Regions from separate parts of the Danio rerio genome. Here region 2 is linked to region 1. Evidence: chromatin contacts called from public Hi-C data. All regions are on one chromosome and are shown on one strand. The core of a region is the stretch at or near the end of the contact, and the rest is flanking DNA. Distances in the headings are between cores, read along the strand shown.

Evidence for each region. A called contact is a pair of places that touch in the nucleus more often than the background predicts.
Region 2: a contact with region 1 is called in a Hi-C map of embryo, with 2.2 times the contacts expected there. The contact joins the enhancer-like site here to the promoter of nr2f1a in region 1. A contact is called at or near these places in 7 of 18 Hi-C or Micro-C datasets (caudal fin, embryo, fibroblasts and 2 more) and 3 of 4 datasets of contacts at active chromatin or transcription factors (caudal fin, embryo and pancreas).

What each region holds. Positions count from the first base shown.
Region 1 is chr5:53,812,062-53,817,435 of GRCz12tu, forward strand. It overlaps nr2f1a (nuclear receptor subfamily 2, group F, member 1a), which reads left to right and starts at 4,000. Exons shown (of 3, transcript NM_131180.1): 1 at 4,000-5,134. The coding sequence starts at 4,702. linc.0464 (lincRNA gene 0464) reads right to left here and starts at 2,313. Exons shown (of 3, transcript XR_223641.6): 1 at 2,220-2,313.
Region 2 is chr5:53,948,079-53,954,317 of GRCz12tu, forward strand. The region is part of intron 8 of arb2a (ARB2 cotranscriptional regulator A); the gene reads right to left. Among named protein-coding and RNA genes, the nearest start is that of nr2f1a, 140 kb to the left of the region's middle. Within about 2 kb of position 4,378, at least 18 of the 62 cell types and tissues checked have an H3K27ac peak or open chromatin away from gene starts, as enhancers often do.

The DNA of each region.
Region 1 (5,374 bases), core at 2,750-5,249:
TTATAACCCGGTGTGCAAAAGCATGCTGGTGCTTTTAGGCCTCCCTTATAAAGCTGGACTGACGAAAATGTGGAGTGATTTTGTTCAAAACATTAACTAGTATTTTAAATAGACCATGCAGTAATATTAAGTGGCGTAGTTTTAAGATATTTTCCACATCTCTCCCCACTATCCTTTCCATTAAGAGCGATTAGATGATGTCCATTGAAAGTTGCTGATCCATAAAGAAAATGGCAGCAGATAAAAGGCGATTCTAAGTGACCTTCTCGTCCCTTTCACACCAATCTTAGCCCCAAATAGTTAGGGATCAAATTGAACAAAAGCACCCTCCTCTTTCCTTTCAACTCACCACTACTCAAAGTGACAAAACCCACCATCGCATTGGAGAGGCGCGTATAATGTGTTTAAGACTTTGAGATTATTAGACAGAGGAAATACATCTATGAACGAAAGAGTAAAATGTCTTGCTTTTACGTTAAACTCTTCAAGGCAACACTCAGATATCCTCAAAAGCACATCATAAGAACAATATTTATTTTTCTTTAAAAATAAAAACGTGTTGTTTTGCTTGCAAAGTAGTAATAATATACTTTACATAAAGATTTGGCATATTGCTTTAATGATTACTTTTTCTGTATCAAATAATAATTTTATTAATTTATGGCTTACGTTTGTGCTATTTATTACAATGTAGGTTAACTTATTTGTACATACGACATAAGTGTTAAATACTCAAGGTAGGCCTGCTATTCAGCAGCACAAACAATCCAAACGTCTTTACAATATAGCATTTAATATATACACTACAAAATCTTAGAAATGTAGTGAAAATTGCGTTTACTTTTACTTCTCTACGTACTAAATGCAAGCAAACAGAAATGATATCCCTTAGATTTATTTTAATCTCAATATGACTTTAGTTAAATGCAACATCAGGTGTCTAAAACGAGGAAAATCAAATATAGTTTATCCCTGCTGTGTCCAGTGTTTATACCACCTAACCCTAGCGTATTTACATCCGTGCTTACTTTGTAGGAGGTCCGCCATTCGTGGGATTTTATTACTCGAACTGCTCTTCGAGAGCATGCATTATACAAAATGGTATATTTTGTTTATTGCTATTTTCAACGAGGTGCACGTACATTAAGAAACATAACATCATATTACAAATTGCATGAGGTGCTTTGAAGCAATTTATTATCATCACTTTTATTAGCATTGTTGTTGTTGTAGAAATTTTATCAAACGTGATAATATAGCACAAAGCGTACCTCTTAAACCATCACTGATTTCAAACAGGTAATATATTGGTACTTGTAGCATCATCTAAATAGTTAGCAATTTTTCGGTCATTGTTAGTTTATGGTTAACCTTTATATAGTCACGTGAATCCACTGCAACAAACTTTTCAAACATTAGTTTACATGTTATTTTAGTTCATGTCTGTCAATAAACGTTCATTACAGCTCATGACAAATGCTTTTGATGATTAATTTGCATTAACTTCTGGCCTAACTCTAAAATAAATATGAGAGAAAAAAATAAATGCATACAAAATAAATAATAGTTAATCATATATAGTGAATGTGTTTTCTATATTCTTATTTTGCAAAGCTTTAAGTATGTTTATATGTAATTTAAAGAAAGACATGAGCAGTCATTGGGGTAGACATAGTTGTAAAGCATTTTTTAGATCTGATTTAATTGCTTCATACTTACTTTATTGTTTATCGGTTTATACTTATTTTATCAGTTTTTCCAACTTTTCAGAATTGTTAAGTGTAGTACACGAGTCAGTCCTACTTTATTCAGAACAGGTCTATCGTATAATCGTCCTTTTAATCCGTTGACATTATCACTTAGACAAACAGACTGCTATCGATCTTCCCATTACGAGATCATGCAAGACGAATAGCACAGGTGAAAAGCCACTTCTTAAAGTCGAACGTTCAGTCATGTTCAGAATCACTACATTCTTAGTGTTCCTCTTGTTTTTTTCTCTTTATTTCAGATTGAGTAGACTAGTGCAAGTGATCGACGGAATTCGGTCTACCGATCGCCCGTGGACTATATTCATATTGCTTATACCTGACAGTCTAACGTTATCTGTTTGATAGGTTTTTATATTTAAGTTTGATACAAGTTTACACACATTGCTGTCTATATCTATATGAATTGCAACTAAATTTGGGATTAAATAAAGTGTTAAAAGTACCTACCTTTCGAACACGGACCAAACTGAGAAATCACCGATCCTAAGTAGCTAATACCAACCAGTCGCTGGGCGCTCGCACTTTGAATGTCCAAGTGTCCACTTTACCGTTTCTTCAGTGCTGTTTTCATGCGTGCCTTGTGTTCCCATTCGCTGTCCCTCTCCCTCTCTCCCCTCTCGCTCTCTTCCCTATCTGTGGAGTAAAACCTTGATGGTACACTTACAGAAGTTTCTCTTTGTTCGTTTTAATCTTATTCGTTTCACCTTTGCAATGAACAGAGGACAACAGCGTGTGTTTCTATGGATCTGTTTGTGGAGGGACGGAGAAGCTCCGCGGTCGAGTTGAAAATAAGCTACCTTTTTGTAACTAGAGGGTTTCTTGAACGGTCGGGTATCGGGGTTTTGTTTCCTCTTAACTTCACTTACACAGTTTTGGACTTTGATGCATTGTTTGTACAAAAAAAAAAAAAAAAAAACTTATGGTAAAAATAGGTGATAGGTGATAAAGGCTACTAAAATATTTATTAAATACTTGAATTTTAAACATTGCTGTTTTGTCCGCTAATAAGAGGCCAAAAAGCTTTTCTCCGAAAACAAAAATAAAATAAGCATCTCAAGTGGAGACATTGATAAAAAATAAAAATAAACTTGATGCTAAACAAGTTCCTGCAAAACATAATCAAAATACTTTTAAATCTGATGTTTTTAATAGCCTACTTCACTAAAAAAAATCAGAAACATTCATCCCACCGCGCAATTTGTCTACGAGTTACATTTGGAAACATGCTTTAAATGACAATAAATTACTAATTTTTCATGTCGCTGTAATTGTCTACTGTACGCTAGATGGCAGCCCGATCCAGACATTATAAGTCTGTACAGCGCAGCCTTCAGCATTCATGCTCAAAAAGCCGGTTTCCCTGCGCATTATACCAAAACTTCCCTCGTTAATAAATATGTTAAAACATGGATGGATCCATCGATGTATTTTTCTATTTTTCAATATCATTATACTTTGATTCCTCTTTTGTGCCCTGGTTTACTGCTTGATATGTTTCCTATCACTGAGAAAACATTCCGTTATAGCCTATACTGATATATCCCTCTAGTCAAACTAGTGGTAGTCATCGCGCTTCCCGGTGCTTTTTAATTTAATCGTTGTGCTGAGGATTAAGTGTAATATTGACACGTAAAAGCGAATTTTATACATCGATACGCAATTTCGAGTCGGTGGGCTATATCGGTCTGTCAAATTGCGTTAAACATTAATGGGACCTTCATAGTTCAAATCTGGACGCCGTTACGGTGTTTTTGTGTAATTAAGACTAGGGCTTTGAACAAAACACTTTCAACTTTGTGAGGTTCGCACCAGTCCTTTTGCCTCACACGCATTTGTTTATTTTTCACGTGCGCGTAGTTCGCTCATTGCTTTCATCCCGCTTTTCGCCGCTTCTTTCTGGGGTTTCTTCCTCTTTTTTTGTGACAATAGACGGTCCATTCTAATCGGGTTTCAAAGTAAATAGCAGCGCAGGGGCGAGAGCAATGTAAATTGTGCTTGTCAGAGCCCTCAGTCGTAGGTAGCGAGGAGCGAGGACTCTAACCAATGGAGTGAAGGAGGCTTGGCTAACCTTAGCCTCCCATTTTCTCTCTCCCCCCTCGATGCAGGGTTCTGACCAGTCAGTCGCCTTTGATTATCAGTTGCCAGCAGCCCCTCTCTTGGCTCCTTGACACGAGCACCATATAAGGCGCAGCGATCTCCATAGAAACGTGTCAGTTTCAATAGTAGTGTCAAAGTTCACTATATACAGACATTCGCGCAGATCTCCGTTTCGGAAACATTGCTCCGCTGGTACTCCCGTTAAAACGCATTCTTTTTGGGTCTCTGCTTCTTACATATTCCATTAGTTGCTTTTTTTCTTTTCTTTTCCTACTGGAGAGGTGAAACTACATAGCCAGTCGGGCGACGTTGCTTTTTTTCGCTGGACCAGATGAGCTTTATTCATGAACATAGATAGAGAAATCCGTTCTTCAGTGTTTCCTCCTCTCCAACCGCGAAGACGGAGAGAGGAGCAAGGAAGAAAAAAGAGGGGAATTTATTTTGCACAGCACTTTGGATCTGCGGTCCACCAGAAAGCTATTATTTTTGCTTCAACGTGAAGATTTTGTTTTTTACTGCGGTATTTTTTAAGAAAACTGTTTTTTTTTATATTACGTCTGGGATCGCTTTCTTCATTCACGATTGGGTTCCCGAATGGCTGACTGCAATTTACCTTGGAACTGGCCTCCCGACAACTGCATATCCTGATCGGGTGCCTTTCTATCGACTCCGGTATTTTGAATGTATTGACCATTTTCTGCTTCTACTTTTTTCCCTATGAGATTGAGTGCTCCGATTTGAATTCGCGCTGCCGTTCGTCCAAGACTTCCCTTTTCCCTGCTCCGATATCCGAGCGACCAGTTCGCTTGAAAGCACTTTTCGGGCCCGAGATATGGCAATGGTAGTTAGCGTCTGGCGAGATCCGCAGGAAGACGTGGCTGGAGGACCTCCGAGCGGCCCCAATCCAGCAGCTCAGCCGGCGAGGGAGCAACAGCAGGCGGCGTCAGCGGCACCACACACTCCGCAGACCCCCAGTCAGCCAGGACCTCCGTCCACACCAGGGACGGCTGGCGACAAGGGCAGCCAGAATTCTGGACAGAGTCAACAGCATATAGAATGTGTTGTTTGCGGGGACAAATCAAGCGGCAAGCACTATGGTCAATTCACCTGCGAAGGATGCAAAAGTTTCTTCAAGAGGAGTGTCCGAAGGAACTTAACATATACATGTCGTGCCAACAGGAACTGTCCTATTGACCAACACCATCGTAATCAGTGCCAATATTGTCGGCTGAAGAAGTGTTTAAAAGTGGGCATGCGGCGGGAAGGTGAATATATTTTTCTGAATACATCACACTTGCTACACAAACAGGTTTATTGTTTAAAGCAAGGTTATGCAGACCTCGCAATATTAATATGCAAACGCAAAATACTATCGTATTGAATTATTGCTAAAGAGTGTCAGAGGGCGCGTTTGTAAATACACGCGTATATATGCAAGATCAGCATGGATCTATTATAGTTTTTTTTACATAGATTGGCAAATATCGTATGCACCAATTTCAACT
Region 2 (6,239 bases), core at 3,128-5,627, 140 kb after region 1:
TCCTAAATATGTATCATAAAACAGTGAAATAATACTTCTTTTTAAAATACATATTTATAACATCATATATCAATAGAAAAAAGAAAAAAAACTGTTGACTATTATCATTTATTAGGCAAATAACAAACTGGCTAGCATATTCAACCTTCCTCAGTCAGAATTTGGCCATTTGAATAAAAACAAATAATTAAAACATTAAATACAATAAAAAATTCTAAATATTAATAATAATATTAATAATAATAATAATAATAATAATAATAATAATAATAATAATGAATGAATGAACGATCAAATCAGTGAATTAATAAAAATAAATAAATAATAATAATAATAATAATAATAATAATAATAATAATAATAATAATAATAATAATAATAATAATAATAATAATGTAAAGCTTTAACATTTTTCTAGCCTCTCTTATAGAGTACATTTGAAAAATCATGGATAACAACAATAGTCCAATTAGTATTCAATTCAATTTCGATATTGGTGCACCTTTTTATTGCTCATTATTTTGTTTGTTTTAAGCATAAGGGACACAATTTAGAACAAATATTTAACAGTTTTCTCTGTAATCTGTCAGATTACATAATGAAAATAATTGTTAGCATTGGTCAAAACTGATTAGCTGAAGGCACATCAAAGGGACAGTCAACAGAGGATTCCCCTTGGTCTAAAGGCTTTTTATTTGGTTATTTTAACTATTTATGATGGCATAACACTCAAAAAAGGACAAACAAGGTCAGGTGTGGGACAAATTCAGGACTTTTGTCAGTGAGGCGTGGGTCTGCCAACCACCCGAACCCCCCTGGCTACAGGCCTGGAATACATGTCAATTCGATGCCTAAAAACATACTTTCTTCTCTAACTAGTGTTTGTATTTTTTTGTGTATATATATATATATATATATATATATATATATATATATATATATATATATATATATATATATATATATATATATATATATATATATATATATATATATATATATATATATATTTTTTTTTTTATATATTACCAAATAAGTCAAAATTTGTATACATTATTTTGATCAAGAGAGGCAATTAAGTCATTGCTGCAAAACAAATAAACCCCAAAACAAACCTGTGAAATAAATGTTCTTAACTTTGTTCAATAAATCTCACTAATTTATATCAATTTCTGAAAAAAAGAGCAACATATCATTATTAATATAACAATTCTAAGTTATTTTATAAACTAATATACTTAATACTGATTAATAATATTTTAATATTACTAAAAAACAAGATGTTTCATGAGGACCAAATCAGCACATTAAATGATTTTTGAATGACCATGAAATAACATAAATAACTGTAAAACTATTTCCCAATATTACATTACATGTAATACTGTAAACGCAACCTTAGCGGGCAAAACTATTACAAAATCCCACTGACCTCAAAACCCCAGAAATGTGTAAAGAATAACAGTCGAGTGCGGTTTTGAAAGCACTATAATAAAGCCAGCACAACTCTTGCAGGCAGGAGTTAGTATGGGCCAGTTGTTATAATATATTGTTTATAAGGGGTGATTTTGTAAGTGCTACGATATGGTAAATGGTCATCGGTGACATTCGGTCAAACAGTATCAAGGACTGCCAGCAGGAAACCTCTGTAGACAGCAGATTTCCCTTCTTTTTCTCCGGATAAGCTCCATTAAGGCTTTTCTCTTCATCCGTCTTTACTACACAGTCCAGTTGCTATGAGACCCCAATCAGTAGAAACCCAATTAAAGACACAAGGATGATTCTGGACCAGCTAGACGAAATGGTCCATCCGATAGCGGCTAAATCCTGCAGCTGATGAGGACAAAATACCCCCGTTGTCATATATCCTTGCCCCCCCTTCCCCCATTCTCTCACTCTTCCCCTCTGCTTGACCTCTTCAATGACCTCTACTGTAAAATACAACATTTAGCACTTTAAGTGGCTTCACGTCACGTAGTGAGCTAATTGCTCGACTTCAGTTGTTGGAAATCGCATTTTCCTTAATGAAGCTGACCGCAATAGAGCAGCTTTTTATATTTGCTGCTGCATTTGGGAACTCAGAATAGTGTGAAACACACACACACATGCAAAAAGGAGAGTTTAACGATAAGAAAAGCGGGGAGGCGACTCTCGTGCGGCGATAAATACTCCGCCATTTCAGCCGTCCCAGCGACAAAAGCGAACGCTCTCCACGAGACTTACATGCAAACACACAAGCAATAAGACAATTATTTAGGGCTTTGATAATTACGTGTCAAAGGCAGTGCAAGTCACCAGATAATTAGGTGAGAACTGAATGGTAATCCACAATGGCGTCCCTGGAGGCAGGGAGAAAAAAAAAACACTCAACACATTCCCAGAAGAATGAGAGAGGAATAAAGTAGCTAAGAGATAAATAAATAACATTGGCTTTAAAAAAGCAACGTGCTTACCAACAAATAGCACCATGAAAAAGCAGCAATTACCATGGTGAGGAAAGACAGTGCTGATACACACACACACACACACACACACACGTGCGGGTGAATCCAGATGCGGGCTGATTCAGGAAGCCATGCTCTTAGCATCGGTGCTGAGTCCAGACTAATGCATCCAAACTGCTGCCATAATCTGGACATCCCACTGCGTGGTAAAATGAAGCTTAAATATTTGATTGATTAACTGTCCAATTACGACCGGCGAGAGAGGGCCAACACTGTGCATAGATGCACAGCGCGCACAGCTTACATACATGCACATCCGCATAACAGCAGTATGTCTTGGCAAGCATCTAAACTGGCCCTAAAACATATTTGGACACTTGCAGGAAGAAACTCTTAAGAACGTATGAATATCAAAAGCCTTAAGAAATTTGGTGGCGATGACAGGATCTAATAATCTCAGAAAACGAGAGAACGTTAAAACCTCCTATAGTGTAAATCATATAAAGTTATGGTTTGCTTAAATGTTGCACCATGGAAAAAAATAAATAACCTACAGACGCCTCCAACATTGAGCAATAGCTCATTTCATTTTTCAGACTTCAATACGATAATAATGTTGACATTTACATTGGTCTACAGAAAAAATCCGAAGTGAGCTTAAAATGTTCAATGCTTAAAGTGACATTTAAATGCTTAACTAGGTTAATTAGTTTAACTAGGCAGGTTAGGGTAATTAAGCAAGTCACTGCATAACGATGATTTGTTCTGTAGTCTGTTAAAAATAAAAGTAGCTTAAAGGGGCTAATAATTTTGACCCTAAAATGCTTTTTTTTTAAAAACTAAAAACTGCTTTTATTCTAGCTGAAATAAATCAAATAACACTTTCTCCAGAAGAAAAAATATTATCAGAAATACTGTGAAAATGTCCTTGCTCTGTTAAACATTATTTGGGAAATACTTGAAAAAGAAAAAAATAAATAAATAAATCAAAGGGGGGGCTAATAATTCTGACTTTAACTGTGTATATATATATATATATATATATATATATATATATATATATATATACATATATATATAGCATTTGGTCTGTGCATTTTTCTAAAGTAATTACCACATCAACGAGTCTCAATAATCTATATTACTCATTCAAAACAGGTATAATCAGTGTAAATATAAAAGCTATAAAGAAAGTAGCACTTGCTAATCATCTTGAAAATGACCAATGATCACTCGTTCACTCCAGACATCTAAATGGTTATGGAATTATGTGCACAATAAATGCTTAAGCAGTCTTCGGTTGGGACCATTTAAGCGTCTTTGCTCACTTAAATCACTTCTGCTTGTTCGCTAAACTGAACACCCAATCAGAGTAACTACAGTAACATCAACAGCCCTGGTCGATGCAACTTGCTGATTTGGGTAAACTGGATTGTTAGCCAGACTAGAGCCGATGAAGCACACTGCAAAAAAAGTAGCCTCACAGTAGCTTTTCAATCACCTGACTTTGACTCGCCGCCGGCAAGTCTTGAACCGACAGTCTAATATAAGTGCACAGTTTAAAGTCTAATTTATGCAATATGTATGTGACAAACAAATTTTTGTACAACCTGCTGACTGAAAATAATACAAATTTGTTGACTTTCCTTCAAATAAATGCTGTTTGGTTTGAAAGTTCAATGGTGTCACACTAATCTCAGCATCCTTTGATAGCATTGTGCTGACCCCACTAAGACCATCTAACCTCCGGAGCCAAGAGGGGCTCCAAAGGAGGTGGCCTTTCCTCATTCTCCAGGTCCAAGAGGCCACAGGCCAGCCCTCATTCCTCCGGCCCCCCTCTCAGGCTGAAAAAACAGCGGCAGCAGTCCTGGAGCTCCGACACCCTGCACAGGAAAAGACAACACTCGTGTCTTCCCCTGCTTTGAAGCCTGGGCCTCAGCGCCTGCCCGTCCTTTGTCTTTGGGGCAGGAAGGAAACCCTAAGCACCAGGACACTATGAGGCCCTGGGGAGGCAGCGTGTGCGTCTGTGTGGATATATCTGACCCCTGCAAACGTCCAGCCAGGAGTATATTCTAGGTACATGTGCATTTATAGGCACCGCAGTGGAGCTTGACAGGCAGGTTTTGATTTATGCACACTAGTAAGTGGACAGAAAGTGGCAATAACTTCCTCTTCTACTTCCAGTTGCTGAGTGGAACGCCACGTGTAAAGGATGACATCGGCCAGAGTGTTGTCCCGGAAAGGCTGGGCCAGAATGGGGTATCAGTGGACCTATGTGAGTGGGGATGGGGCAACTATGGACAGACACACACACATACACATACACACGTCAGCAAAGGCGGGCGAGGAAAAGGAAGCCGGGTAAATATTTACTGACACAGCACAAGCAGTGAGCGTTTGACACCTACTGGAAACAAAAGCGAGAGGATAAGGAGCGGCGTGCCAGGAAAGGCAGCGGTGCTGTGTCGAGCTTGCACTCATGGAAAACAAGAGGAAAAGAGGGAAACATGGGGGCAGGATGAGTGAAAGAGCAAGTGAAGGGGGCACAGGCGTGGGGGGCGCTTGGGCATCAGTCACTGTCGAATAAAGGCCACACACAGGCGACTCCTGAGGTTTGAAGCTCTTTAAGGCCTTCAGAACTGTTTATGCTTCAATTATCAATACATACCAACATATTACCATGTTCTTGGCAGTGCTATAACGTTACTATCTGATCCTATTACTGTACCAAAATACTGCCAAAGAATAATTGTCAAAGGTTTACATGTTAGACATGGTAGGATGATGGAATTTCTTCTTGACCTCAACATTAATTGTATATAAACTCAATTACATTACTCTAACTAGGAGTTTGGAGTAAAGACAGTTCATACCAAGTATGATAAGTAAAAAAAGTAAATGATTAAATAGAAAGCTCAACATATTTGAGTACACCCCCCACAAATCTTTCATTTAAATGTATATTTTCTATAGGAAGTTATACAATATTATATTTGTGCATATACATTTGATTAGCCAGTACAGAAGCCAAATCTGGAGCTTATCTAACAAAATAAGATAATAGTTTAAAATTAGTACACACACATTTATACATTAAACCCCCTTTGAATATTTTTTTTTCCTTTTTTAAAGGAAGCTCCAGTCTCCACTTCACTTCCTAATCTGCAATTGCCTCTCTGAATATCACACTAAATGTACTCAAAAAAAAAAATTAATAAAATAAATGAATAAAAATACTAGTACTACTAATACTTTCCTTCTTAGACTTTACAGACCTGAAACTTGCCTATAGCACTAATTCATTGTTGCTCTTATAGTTGTGTAAATTGCTTCCTTGTCCTCATTTGTAAGTCGCTTTGGATAAAAGCTTCTGCTAAATGACTAAATGTAAATGTAAATGTAAATATTTTTCAAATGATGCTGAACAGAGCAAGGAAATTTTTACAGTATGTCTAATAATATATATATACTTTTTTCTTCTGAAAAGAGTCTTATTTGTTTTTTTAGCTAGAATAAAATCAGTTTTTATTTTTTTAAAACATTAAGCTTAAACTTATTTATTATTTTAATATTTTATACATATATTTTTTATTTTATAAGCTTATTTAAACTTATTAGCACCTTTAAGCTATTTTGTTTTCGAAAGTCCACAGAACAAACCATAGTTATACAATAATTTGCCTAATGACCCCAACTTGCCTAATTAACCTAATTAAGCCTTTAAGCTGTATAGAAGTCTTTTGAAAAATAACTAGTCAAATATCATGAGCTGTCATCATGGCAAAGATAACCTAA